Linked DNA regions of Mus musculus: all the other regions are linked to region 1. The links are chromatin contacts, called in public promoter capture Hi-C maps. All regions are on one chromosome and are shown on one strand. The core of a region is the stretch at or near the end of the contact, and the rest is flanking DNA. Distances in the headings are between cores, read along the strand shown.

The links. Promoter capture Hi-C pulls out the DNA fragments that hold promoters and counts their contacts.
Region 2: a promoter capture Hi-C map of embryonic stem cells shows a contact between it and region 1, with 4 times the contacts expected there. The contact joins the promoter of D630045J12Rik here to the promoter of Dgki in region 1. A contact is called at or near these places in 6 of 39 promoter capture datasets (the 3T3-L1 cell line, embryonic stem cells, hippocampal neurons and 2 more) and 1 of 9 other capture datasets (embryonic stem cells).
Region 3: a promoter capture Hi-C map of hippocampal neurons shows a contact between it and region 1, with 2.9 times the contacts expected there. The contact joins the promoter of Trim24 here to the promoter of Dgki in region 1. A contact is called at or near these places in 2 of 39 promoter capture datasets (cranial neural crest and hippocampal neurons).

What each region holds. Positions count from the first base shown.
Region 1 is chr6:37,297,867-37,302,145 of GRCm38.p6, forward strand. Dgki (diacylglycerol kinase, iota) reads right to left here and starts at 2,110. Exons shown (of 34, transcript NM_001081206.2): 1 at 1,697-2,110. The coding sequence starts at 2,082.
Region 2 is chr6:38,252,294-38,256,572 of GRCm38.p6, forward strand. It overlaps D630045J12Rik (RIKEN cDNA D630045J12 gene), which reads right to left and starts at 1,846. Exons shown (of 20, transcript NM_194061.3): 1 at 1,575-1,846. The coding sequence starts at 1,716.
Region 3 is chr6:37,868,495-37,872,773 of GRCm38.p6, forward strand. Trim24 (tripartite motif-containing 24) reads left to right here and starts at 2,317. Exons shown (of 19, transcript NM_145076.4): 1 at 2,317-2,980. The coding sequence starts at 2,617.

The DNA.
Region 1 (4,279 bases), core at 860-3,359:
ATTTCCCTTGCAAATTCTGGCTTCACAGCCCTATCCAATGAGGAGTCTCATGAATACCAATGACCCAGGAGCTTCTCTTAGCCCAGAAGCCCAGACCCACAATGTATTTCACGTGATAACACCCCCTCAACTTACAGCTCCTAAATTAGGCTGAATATAGTTCCTGTTCCCCTAAGAGCCAGACAGACCATCCTAAGTACAATTGAACTGCCTGTGTCCTAGCCTACCTCCCTAGACCTACCCCACTCCTCCCCACCTGCCTATTTTTAGAAACCGAAAATATAAAAAGATCCATTTGGAACTGATCTGTGTGAGTAACTAAGAGGACAACTCAGGTGGGAAACCCCCTCTGCGCACAGAGAGCAAAATGCAAGCAAGGGATGGATGCAGCAGCAACCACCTGGCTACGGATGGAGACCATTTAGGAATCAGCAGAAACCGGCATTTAGACACAGAGCACATGCCCTGATGACAGGGCCTCCAGTCCAGGCAATGCCTGTGGGGATTCCAGTGATTCACACACCTGCCCCCATAAACAGAGCACACCCTCGCAACCCACACACCTCTGTCATCTGCTTTTGCTTACATAACAGCACATGGTGTGACAGGCTTAATACTTTAGATGGTTTTTCTAGAAGAGAATGCTAACCCAAAAGGAGGAGGGCTCCAAAGATGCTTTCCTTGACCCGCCCCCCCCCCCTTTCCAAGTATCACTCTGAGACCCAGCAAGACTCTGCTTATGGCCTCAACTTTTAAAAATCACCAGTGAGGGTGGTCTCGGCGCCGTCTCTCGTGCCTGGGAATGGGAGAGCAGTGTAAGGAACCTATGAAATCTTCCCTTTGGTTTGGATCCTCACACAATTGGGGCTTCATAAAGCGTAATTGGGTGGACGTTCACCGTACACTGTCCTAGTGTCAAAGACACATCCAGCCTCAGGTGCCAGTGTGATCTCTTCTCACCAGCACTGGGACGGGGGGTGGGGGTGGGGTGGGGGCAGGGGGTTGGGGGGAGGTAAGCCTGGGAGTAGGCTGTCCACACTGAGAGAGGGAGAGAACACACAGGCATGTAACACCAACACCCACTGACATACTTACATACCTACAAGAAGAGACCCATAGCTCACTAGTCTTTAACAGACAAGAACGTCCCATAAGGATTTCTGTTCTGTATGGCTTATTCTTTGCTGCCTGTCAGAACAGATCTCAGCGATCCGGTTAGTGCCCAAGGCTCACCCAGTGAACTCGGCAAGGATGGGGGAGTGTGGAGATGACACTAGCCTAGGGACAACTTTGGCAACTCTTCTAACTGGGCATGTCTGGGTTTGCACCCCATACACTCACAGATGTGGTTTTGATCTTGTTCTGACCTTAGTGTTCTCTTCTGTTACAAGTGCACCCCTCCCTGGGTGTTACAGGGAGAAGAAGCTGGGGCACCCCACTTCTTCTCTTCAACCCAGAATTAGAGGATGAGAACAACATATCCCCAGGAGAGAGAGACAGATAGACAGACATACATAGAAGCAAAACCACGGAGGTACGAAGGTTGAAGAGAGAGAGAGAGAGAGAGAGAGAGAGAGAGAGAGAGAGAGAGAGAGAGAGAGAGACTGAACCCCAACTCTACAGAAGTGCCTCTCTGGAGCTAGAGCAAGTGTCCCCCGCCCTGGGCGGCACCTGTCTCGCTAGCTCCCGCGCCTACCTGTAAGAGACCTGCTTCCGGAAAGTTAAGTCCCTCAGCTTCTCCTCCAGCGCCTCTTCCTTCTCTTTCTGTCCGGCGGCCGCGGGCTCCTCCAAGGCAGCAGCAGCCGCTGCCCCTGCACCCCGCGGGTCCGCGCCGCCCTCGGCGCCCAGGCAGCAGCTCCCGGCGCCGCTTCCGCTGCTGCTGCTGCCACCCGTCGCCCCTCTCTCCTCTCCCGCCGAGGAGCTGGGGTTCATGGCGACCGCTCCGGCGGCCGCGAAAGAAGCCGAGGTGGTGCCGCTGCAGAGGCCGGTCGGGCTGAGGGCGCTGGAGGCGGCGGGAGCGCGGGCAGGTCCGCGCGCCGCTGGCAGGGGCAGCAAATGGCAGCCCCTTCCCGCAGCATCCATCCGCGGCTGCACCGCACCGGGGCATTGTGGGAAACTCCGTGCCTCCACTCCCCCTCCCCAACCAATCAGAGGCCACCTCTCTCCGCCTCCCCTCGGCCTCGCCCGACCAGCCGGCTCCCTCCAATTCTCCCACCCCTTCTCCTTTTTCTAAATCCAGAGCAAAAGCCGGGACTGAACTTGAACTCTGCCTGCAGGCAATGGATCGCAGTGGAGGAGAGAGGGAAAGGGTGGGAGCCGCGGGGCTTAGGACGCTGGGGACAAACACTGGTCATCAAGAAAGGAGAGTGCCCAGGGAAACTTGGAGGCAAGCCGGGTTGCCGCGCCCTGGTTAGCGCACAAGGGAAGCGGACCCGGACCCAGGAGCTACTCAGCACTGATGAGCTGCTGGGCACATCTCAGTCCAGTCCACTGATGACAGATGCCCGAGGCAGCATTTTGTCCGTCACCTTCTTGCAGCATCAGAGCTGGCGCCAAGCAGTAACCTCCAGACGTGGGGGACCTTTGGAGGCCGGGGTGGTGGGGTGTATCTGGAGGAACCTTGGGAGGAATTTTTTAACCATGTGAATTATGGAAGGGGCTAGATTTAAGCTCCCGCTTCTTCTTCTCAAGGAGAGGGTCGGTCGGGACATCTTCACCCATGAACGCCCGCGCCTAGATCCTTGCTTGGTGCCTTCTAAAAGCTTAAAGATGCTCCCTAAACAGCTGTTAATTAGATTGAATCGGATCACAGGATCCTCGGTGAAGCAGAAGGCTGAGAGCAGAAGTGGGGACCCGAGCGCCTCGTGCTGTGGGTTCCTATGCTAAGGGTTCACAAGAAGAGGACAGGAGGAGCTAGCCCAGGAAGGGGCTTCTACCGGTTCAGACACCAAGGCTGAAACCTAATGCGCTGGAGGAATGTAATGTCTGCTCTCTCAGTTTTTTGTTTCTAAGACTATTGAAATCTGTGCGGTTTGAACGATGGGCAACGAAGTGTTTAAGACAGATCATTTTCTAAATTAGATGTTTTTCACCCAGGAAATCTCTGCTGTCAGGAAACGCGAGAAAGATCTATGCTCAACAGTAAGTGCAAGTAACCAAACTACCTATGTAGATGTATGTGCTAGTAAAGATGGCCTTCTTTTGCCCTAAAATTAGGAGGTTGAGCAAAGGAATCTCAAGCCTCGCCCAGCTCTCACGGTGTGCAGTTCCCCTCACATGTACATTATATAAGACAGGGCAGGGACTTTTTCAGGGAGAAAGGGAAAAAGACTACCTGTTGGGGATCAGCACTACACACACACACACACACACACACACACACACACACACATACACACATACACACACATACATGCATACACACACATACATGCATACACACACACATACACACACACACACACACACACACACACACACACACACACACACACACACACACACATCTGGATTTCCCTAACATCTTTCAAGTGACTTTCTTCACACCCAGGCTAGTTAGTGGAGGAGGTTAATCATTCTGGGGCAGTGTACACCCTCTTCAGAGGGGAGCCTCAGCTGCTTTTACAGCAAAATCCACAAACATCTAGATTAAATACCAACAGCCCTGAATTCCTGGATCACCTTCCTCAGTAGCCATACCTTCCCAAACCATTCTGTCATGTCACCGTTCCACTTTTTAAATATTGCTAATGGAGTAGCGCTCTTAGGCTCAAGTTCGCTTTGTCCTTGTGGTCGGTAGTTGATCTCTCGAGGTCGTCCGAGTGCATGGATGAGGACATGCCCACTTCCCCCTCGCATTCAGGGCTGACTTATGTGCATATCTCATCTACCCTCTACTCTGCCTATCCTCATTCTTGTCCACTGGAGCGTGCTGGTCTCCTCATCTGTCTCCAATATCCACCAGGCTGTCTCCTTCACCTTCATTAGATCTTAGTCTACAGATCTGTCTCGTTGGGAAGCCTCCATTGAGGGCTCTTCCAGAATGTGTTGAGTGTGCATCAGCAGACTCCCACCAGGCTAGGCTTGGACTACAGTAACTGTTTCTTGTCAGTCTCTCCCAAGTGTGTGTTGGCGGTTATATTGTGTCCTATATTCATAAACAAACCACACAGTATATGATAGGCGTGCATGTCATACTCTACCATTGAGTCTCAAGAAAGAAGTATATTTGGTTTTGAACATACAAAATATGCTCAAGTTGACCTTCTATGGAAGAAAC
Region 2 (4,279 bases), core at 596-3,095, 950 kb after region 1:
CTAGGTCCCATGACGGTCAAATCCAGCAGAATCCAGCTTTCTCTGTCGACTCTAAAGTCAAGAGCTCTCGGAATGACTAACTCCTCTCCGAGGAACACTGGACTGGACTTCTCGGAACGAGACTGGGACAGGAGATGCTAGCTAAGGTAGGCAAAGTTTCTGCAGCCACTGCACACACAGCCTAAAAAGAGGCCCACTCTGTCAACCCTACCTCTGCTGTGGCTCCCTGAGGCAGCGTTCCACCCAGCTAGCGGAAATCTCTGGAGGCTTCGGCTGTGACCCCGGCCTGTGGGTCACGGAAAGAAAAAGGGGAATGGAGAGCTATAGCAATTCCTCTCATCATCCAGGCGGTGACCTTGAGCAAGATGCTTCTGCCTCGATTTCCTCCTGATCGAGTGAATGGGTCCCAACCTGTGCTCCCTTAAGTCCGTTCCTCGCTTGTATTCCACCATCCCCTTTGTGGCACTAGTTATAATGCCCACAGTCGGGCCTAAGGGACACCTTCAAATGCGTTCTACTTCCTTCAAACCACTTGGCAGTCCTCTGGCCCTGCTCCCACAAGCAGGCAGGGTTCTGGGCTGCTTTCATGGCTTTTCTGTCTCTCCTGAGCAGTGAGAAGAAGCTCTCCACCTAAACTGCTCCTTTCTCCTTTCCTTTCCTACCCACAAAGCAACCAAGCACGTGTGGGCTGGGGCAATCACAGGATGCACTGTGTCACCTCAGAGATGGTCTCCAGTCCAGTGCAGTGCGTGCTCAGGATGGATAAATAAACATTTCGGGGAAGCAACATGAATTAAACCATTTCCTCAACAAACAAAACCCACCCACACGCCTCATAAATCATGTCTCTTAATCCCATGCTGATGAACAGTCACTAAATTGCATCTATTATAAAAACCAACCATGACTCCTTTCATGCCCTGACACTTCAGACTCAAAATATTTTCACACTCCATTGTAATGCCTTTGTGGAGGTAATACCAATAGCTAGTTCCCTGGAAAGATCCATGGCCAGGGCGCTTTCCAAGAGATTTTTTTCTTTGAATGTTCTTTGTGTCCTGGCGCACTGGGGGACACAGCCAGCTTGCTTGCATCTGGGGTAACACTGGGTGTTCACGGCAATGCACAACTGCTCTTCTGCACACACCAGATGCATCCCTTTGCCCCAACAATAAAAGTATCCCAAAACATTCGCTACGCCACATTCACACAACCGTGCACAAACACAATTCCAGTGCCTGCATTTTGCAAAGGGGAAAAAGAAAATAGGCATCTTCGGAGCAGAAACCACCAAACCCGCCTCGGGCAACATGGTTCACGGAAGACTAGGTTGCAGACCTTTTAGCAAGACCGGTCAGAAACCGCTCGCTCTTTTTTCCTTTGGATTTATTCCTCTCCTCCATGCCTTTATTTGCAGGGCCCAGGAAGAATAGGAAAGCATCTCCAGCAAGGAGGGCGAGGGAGCGGTGAAGAATAAAAGAGGATGGGCGGGTGGGGAAGCCAGGGGGTGACGAGCGCGGCAGAGAAGGCGGCCAGGGTGGCGGCCGCGTCCCGGGGGGCTCCGCGAGGCTTACCTGGGGCGCACGAGGCCGGCCCGGCGAGCAGCAGCAGCCAGAGGCCGGGGAGCAGCAGCCCCGGGCGGCGGTGGCGGGAGGAAGGCCCGCGGCCGCACCGCTCCGGCACCAGTGCAACCCTGGCGCGGGGCTCCCGCTCCATGGCCACGCGTCGGCTCCCCGACACCCCGGCCTCCGGGCGTGGGCGCGCTCAGGCCCGGGACGCCGGCGTCCGCTGCGGCGGAGACTGGGCGCCTAGCACCGGCGCGCAGCGAGGCCGGCGAGGCGGGGGCGGGCCGGGCCGGATCCGCGGACTGGGGCCGCTGCACGCCGGCCGCGCCGCTCCGCCCCCTCCCGAGCCTCGCAGCCGCTGCCGGGCAACGCACGGCCCCGCGCGGGGAGGCGAGCACCACCTCCCGGCCGGCCCGGCGCCTGCCTGCGGGCGGCCCGGCGGAGGGCGAGGCGGGACCCGGTCCCCGCCCTCCCACAGGACCCGCCTCTCAGGAGGGCGCCCGGGACGGCGCCGCCCCGCACCCGCACCCCCGGGGCCCTAGAGGAACGGTCGCAAACCGGGTGATTCCGGAGCACGCTCCTCCCGAGCCGCCCACGCGGGGCGGGCAGCAGGTGTGTGTGCGGGGCGGCCGTGGTCCCTGGCAGACCCCGGGCTGCTGAGCGGACAAAGCCGAGAGAAGTCGGCTCTCTTTCCCAGAGCCCGCGCGCTGGAAAAGAATGGGGAGGAGGCACACAGGGCTCAGCCCATCCTTTGCCTTTCCAGAGCTGTGCCACCTTGTTGGCAAAGGTGGGCCTTTGGTAAGACCTAGGCCTACTGCCCTGAGCTTAGTGAGTCTTCAGAAAGGGGCTACTGAAGCTGAATCAAAGTGGACAGACACAAACACACAGATCCAGGCCTTATTTTTTAAAAAAGAAAGTAGCACCAATATATGATGAAAAAGACCTTGTTGGGGGTTAGTTTCCTGGGGAAATGGGGGTGTGGATGGGAGTTAGCATGTGTCTCTGTGCTAAGAGCCAAGTGCATTAACTCTGAAGGCCGAATAAGGTTGGAAGGTCCTAGAACACACTACAATTTTGGACAGTTGTATTTCAGAGGTTGCACCAGCCGTGGTCTGCAAGCCGTGCATAAGAGAAGTATCTTGTTGAGTGAGAAACTATGACAGACAGTGGGAAATGTCAGCCATCCAGACTGGCCAAGGATCAAGGTTGCTCTTCAGTGAGGTAGGCAAAAGACCCAGAAAGATGCTACCCAGTTTTGCTGGGCAAACTCATCTATCTAGGCAAAGAATCAGAAGTTCCTGTTCTGAAAAAAAAAAAAAAATAGGCACCTGTTAAATTTCAGGGAAGATGAGAATCTAGGTTATAAGCTTTTGTTGATGACCCTAATTTTTGCGTTCCATTGTGTCACTTGTCATAAGCAACCCCCATACATTGCTCTCCTGCTCCCCCAGACATATACATTCTTGGAGTTGTCTCCAGCATACCCAAGTAGAGAGTTTGCTTGTCTGAGCATGTTTGCACCCTGACCACAATAGCCCTAGGTATGGCTCCCCTCTCCTCGCTTTTCTCTGAATTACTCACCTGGCCACGGGGCACAGCCTGGAGCAGCTCTTGACATTTAGTCCTATTGTGTTGTTATTTTTTATGAACTTGTTAGTCCACACATACACACACACTAAGTTAAAATGACGTTCTAACATGTTATCGCCCCACACAGGATCCCCCACGGCTCCAGGAAGATTTCATTATATATTTATTGATGGGAATCTATGTGTCCTTTACAATTGGCCTCAGCCTCCAGGAAGTTCCCAACTGCACTAGACAGTGGGAGGAAGAAATCTCCCACACCATTCTGAGTCAACTCAGACACTGCTAGAAATTAACAAAAATGCAACCTTGGGCTAACAGGAAGGACCCCAGGGCATCAACTTTCTAAGGAAAAGGGGATCCCCAGAGTCCCTTGGTCTCTCTGCTCTCAAAACGTAAAACCAACCTCTGTAGGGAATTAGAGCATTCTCCCTCAGTGTCTAGCAAAATGACTCCCAGGGCTCAGCTGGCAGATAGTGTGACTCTGCAGATCCAGCAGGAATGAATGCCAAAGGGAAGCAGAAGTGTGTGTGTGTGTGTGTGTGTACTCATGTGTGTGCATACACAAGTGAACATGCACGCCCCCACACCTAGTCACACCTCTGTGCACATTTGTGTCTAAAAATAGGGATTAAGACACAGCCTCAGAGCATTCATACAAAACTATGCAATGGACAGTGGCAATGTCTTAGCACTTTGTATGACTTGTTGGTACTGGGAGGGAGATATAAAAGGATATAGAAGCATTGGTTTTAAACACCTTTCCACCCAGTCTCATTTTGTGTATAAATAAATGAGAGATGAGCTTTCCCTCAGCCACAAGTGAAGCGCCAACCAGTAGGAGGGAGAGTCAGCATGGGTCCTCAGCAGGCTTCTAGCCCGCTTCAGGGGAGCAGAGGGATGAGGTCAGTTTTACTCATGGGCAAAACAGGCACAGCTCTGGGCCTCTACCAGCTGCACCTGGGCCCCACAGGCCCAAGAGTCTGAGGAGCCAAGGGAAACCCACCAGGATCCATCTTTCCCATGCCTGAATGCCCAGGACCCCGTAATTCCACTCCTTCAGCCCGACTCAATTCCAGAGTCCTTGTGATATTGTCCTGAGGTCTGTCCTCCCAAAAGTGGGCCAA
Region 3 (4,279 bases), core at 1,067-3,566, 570 kb after region 1:
TATCCTTGTTTCTCTCCTACCTAGTGTTAAGGGGGTGAAAATTGGGAAGAGGGAAAGGTTAGGAGAAAGAACCCACAAAGTAGCAAAGACTAGCTATAGGCTGGGAGGGTGGTCTGTACAAAATTATCAGCCATTGAAGATCACTAAGTAGCAGAAACTGATACTGGAAACCTATTAGCCTTACCTTTGTTTCATAAAGTTGTTATGAATACCTTGTTAAATTCTGCTACTGTAACAACCCCACTTACTTTCCTCCATTTGGAAACCTACCTCTGACCTATAAAAACCTTGTCTTTCTCATGTTCAAGGCTGATGATCTCTTGAACCCCACCTTAGGGGGAGGCAGACTATGTACATAGGTTTTTAACTTTTTGCTTTAATTGCTTGCTTGGTTGCTTTAATAAATGTGGCCACGATGGATTATTCAGGTTCCTGGTCTTTCTCCTCAAGTCTTTGGGAATTACAGAGCACATGGACTTTATTCATGTGTATTCAAAAGCTTGTCTCCTCTCACAGTATTCTTCAACCTCTATGAGGTTTTACCCAGCTTTTTGTTGTTTAGAGAGTGTTTCTCTGTGTAGCTCTGGCTGTCCTGGCTCTGTAGAGCAGGCTGGCCTGGAATTCAGAGATCTGCCTGCCTCTGCCTCTCAAAGGCTGGAATTAAAGGTATGTGCCACTGAGCTTGGCTTTTTACGCAGCTTTTGGCTGAAAATGTAATTTTTATTATTCTTATTAAAGGTCCATTAAAGGAAAAATGTTGCCTACTAATCATAACCCAATGAAATCTACCTTTGAGGTAGAGTCACGCCATTGTCTCCTTCTGTAAACCTTAATCCAGCTGAGTCTGCCCATCACCTGGATAAGGGACCATCCCTTAGAAAGGCAGGTTCACCTTCAGCCACGCTAAAGACACAGAGGAATAATCTCTTTAATAAACAGTGTTCTTCCCCCAAATTCCTGGCCCATAGTGCAGTAGTTCCAGATTCCCCACGAGATTCTCCAGGATTTCTGTCTATTCTGTCTCAGAAACTCCCAACCTTCTCTTTGTCTTCTCTTTTCTTTTGGGTGTTAGCCTAATACACAGTCTCTGATAGTTTCGGCTTCCTTACTCTTTCTCTAAAGCTCCCCTCCATGTGGCTGCTGTAACCATGTGGCTGTTTAACACAAATGGCATGGCATCTCTTCCACTTCTCCATCTTCCTCTGGGCAGCTGCTGAGATTTACAGCTTGCCTGCATTGGTTTTTTTCTTTCTTTTCTTTTAAACTCTAATAAAATTTCCTCCAGCTTCTTTTGAGGCTCTTCTTAAATTCTTTTATTAATGAGACTAAGAACCTCAAGAGGGGACTCTGATTTCCCTAGTAACAGGTGGCACTTCCCATGGGACTCCCCAGAATTTCCGGTAACAAGCACGGGAGAAGGAAGACATGAAATATAATACTGAAACTCTAAAACCAGAATTGAGGTCCCCCCCCCCCCTTTTGAGACAGGCTTTTACACTGACTAAAACCTAGAATAACTTTGAATTTGTAGTGATTTTCCTGCCTTTGCCTCTGGAGTATTAGTATAGGTGTGTGCTACCACGTCTGCCTTTTTTTTTTTTTTAAGAGTTTAATATTCAGGTACTATGGACACTTGCAGATCATTTATTTAGTCCTCAAAAAAATTAACTGCTTTTATTCATTTAAGAAGCAAAATTAATTTCACCCTTTTCCATTGAGGTCTTTTAAAGTTCCGACAAATTTGTAATTTCTCCCCCTTTACATCATTCTCATTAATTCATCACAGAGATAAATTCAGGCCACAAAAAGAGTAAAGCTGCCTGCACACTCCCCCTTTCACACAATGTGGGCTCATACAACCCGGTTTTGGGTCTCTTCTCGTTTGCACGTAACTTACTTCTTCATCCTCCCGTGGCCCTCCCACGATCTTACTCCTTTACCCATTTAAGTCTCCAGTAGTAAAAGCAGTTTTCCAAGCAGTTTCTTAATTAATCAGGCTGGGTAGACTGGGCAGAGCCCCCGCCCCTTGGGCGGGGCCATAGCGGCGGGCGGAACCCGATGCCTGCTCTGGCTCCTTAACAAATGATTCCTTTACAATCTACAGAAGAGAGACACACACACAGCGAGCCAATCAGCGGCCGCGGTCCTCGCGTCCGGCGGGGCTAGCCCCGCCCACTCCCAACCTCCCGCGGGGGCCGTCCGAGCCTCGCGGGCTTCTGCAGACCCCGCCCCCTGGGCAGGCGCGGCGGTCATTGGATGGCGCTCGGCTCGCAGTCGCCGCGGTTGCTGGGAGAGGGAGGTGGGGGCGGGGCCCGCGGTGGTCCAAGGGGCCCGAGAGAAAGGCTGCTAGGCACGGGCGGGCGCGCTGGGCGGAATCGAGCGTCTCGGTGGCGGTTTGCCTATCGGCCCGCGCGGCGGCGTCGCGGTGCGGGAACCGGTCCCCGTTGACAGCTCCGCGTCTTCCGGCCGCGCCACTCGGGAGGTGGCTTCCTCCCTGTGCTCCCTCCGCGAGTCCGTTCGGCCTCGGAGAAGCGGGAGGCGGCGGCGGCTGCGGAGGTCGTCGGGGGCGGCGGGCGGTGAGCGCGCTCCCGCTTCCCCGGCGGCGGCCGCAGGACAATGGAGGTGGCTGTGGAGAAGGCGGCGGCGGCAGCGGCTCCGGCCGGAGGCCCCGCAGCGGCGGCGCCGAGCGGGGAGAATGAGGCCGAGAGCCGGCAGGGCCCGGACTCGGAGAGCGGCGGCGAGGCGTCCCGGCTCAACCTGTTGGACACTTGCGCCGTGTGCCACCAGAACATCCAGAGCCGGGTGCCCAAGCTGCTGCCCTGCCTGCACTCGTTCTGCCAGCGCTGTTTGCCCGCGCCGCAGCGCTATCTCATGCTGACGGCGCCCGCGCTGGGCTCGGCAGAGACCCCTCCACCCGCTCCCGCCCCCGCCCCCGCCCCGGGCTCCCCGGCCGGTGGTCCTTCGCCATTCGCCACCCAAGGTGAGAGGGGCCCGCGAGGTGGCGGGCGCGACCCGCTGTCACGCGGCTGGGGAGGGGGTGAAATGGGCCCGCGCCGGCTGAGCGACTCGGCGGTCCCTCACTTTTGCAGAGCTCTGACGGTTGTGGCGAGTTAGCTGCTCTCTGCTCCTCCGCAAAGCTTTGTCCGGGTGCATATGATCTGGATCAGCTCGTGTACACCCGGGTTATGCGAGCCGGAGGGGGGAGGAAGGGATGGAGATGAAGTGATGGGGATTTTCTTTGATGATTGATTGCAGATTGGCTGCCGTCTGTTTCGAATCTTGTGCGTTCCGGGCTTTTTACCTTAATGAGTTCCCTCTCTGTCCCCTCCGTAGGGGACAAAGGAACCGGGATAAGTTGTTTTGTTGTCTGCTGCTTTCGGAGATTTTATTTCGAGCGATTCGATAAACGATAGAAAGTAAATAGACTTCCAAAGTGTTTTGTATGCCGTAGTTGGAAGTTACTTTCTCTTTTGTGGTGTTATTGGGTAATTAGTTTTTGACAGGTAGTTTCCTTTGCTTATGTTACCAGGTTTAAATCGTTGAAAGTGATTTGAAGTGCAGTAATTATTTCTGGGAGAACACTTGAAGTTTTTAACTTTTAATATTGCAAATATTTGGGCAAATTGACGTCTTTAAAATGCGAAGTAACTGAGGAAGGGAAATCTTTTTTCTCTTGCTTCTTGGGTTTTGTGTGTGTGTGTGTGTGTGTGTGTATGTTTTGTTTGGCTTATGTAGCAGCCCAGAATTGTCCACAGCTAGCAATCTTCCTGCCTCAGCTTCTTCAGAGTAAAGATAACAGGCATGAGCCATTGCACCTGCTAGCCAGACACTTTTAACATCTCTTTTAAAGGGAATAACTGTTTTAAGTTAATTTGTTAAGTAATTATATTTATTAGGTCAGGATGCAATTGCTGGCTTGGATTGTTGAATTAGATGCATTTAGTTTTTTCTTACAACAGTCTTTAAATACAGGAAACTATTTTCCATGGGTCTCTATTGTTGCAGGAAGCCCACCAGAGGTACACCACTCAGTCTATAGCTAAATGAAAGTATTCCAGCCAGCTGGATTACAATCGGGTATCTAGAATGCAAATGTAATCCAGTGGTTTTCAACCTGTGGGTCCAGACCCCTTGAGAGGGTGGAATGAACCTTTCACAGGGGTCGCATATCAGATATCTTGCATACTAGATATTTACATTTTGATTCATAACGGTAGCAAAATTACCATTATGATGTACCGAAGAAGATAATTTTATGGTTGGGGGCCACCACAACATA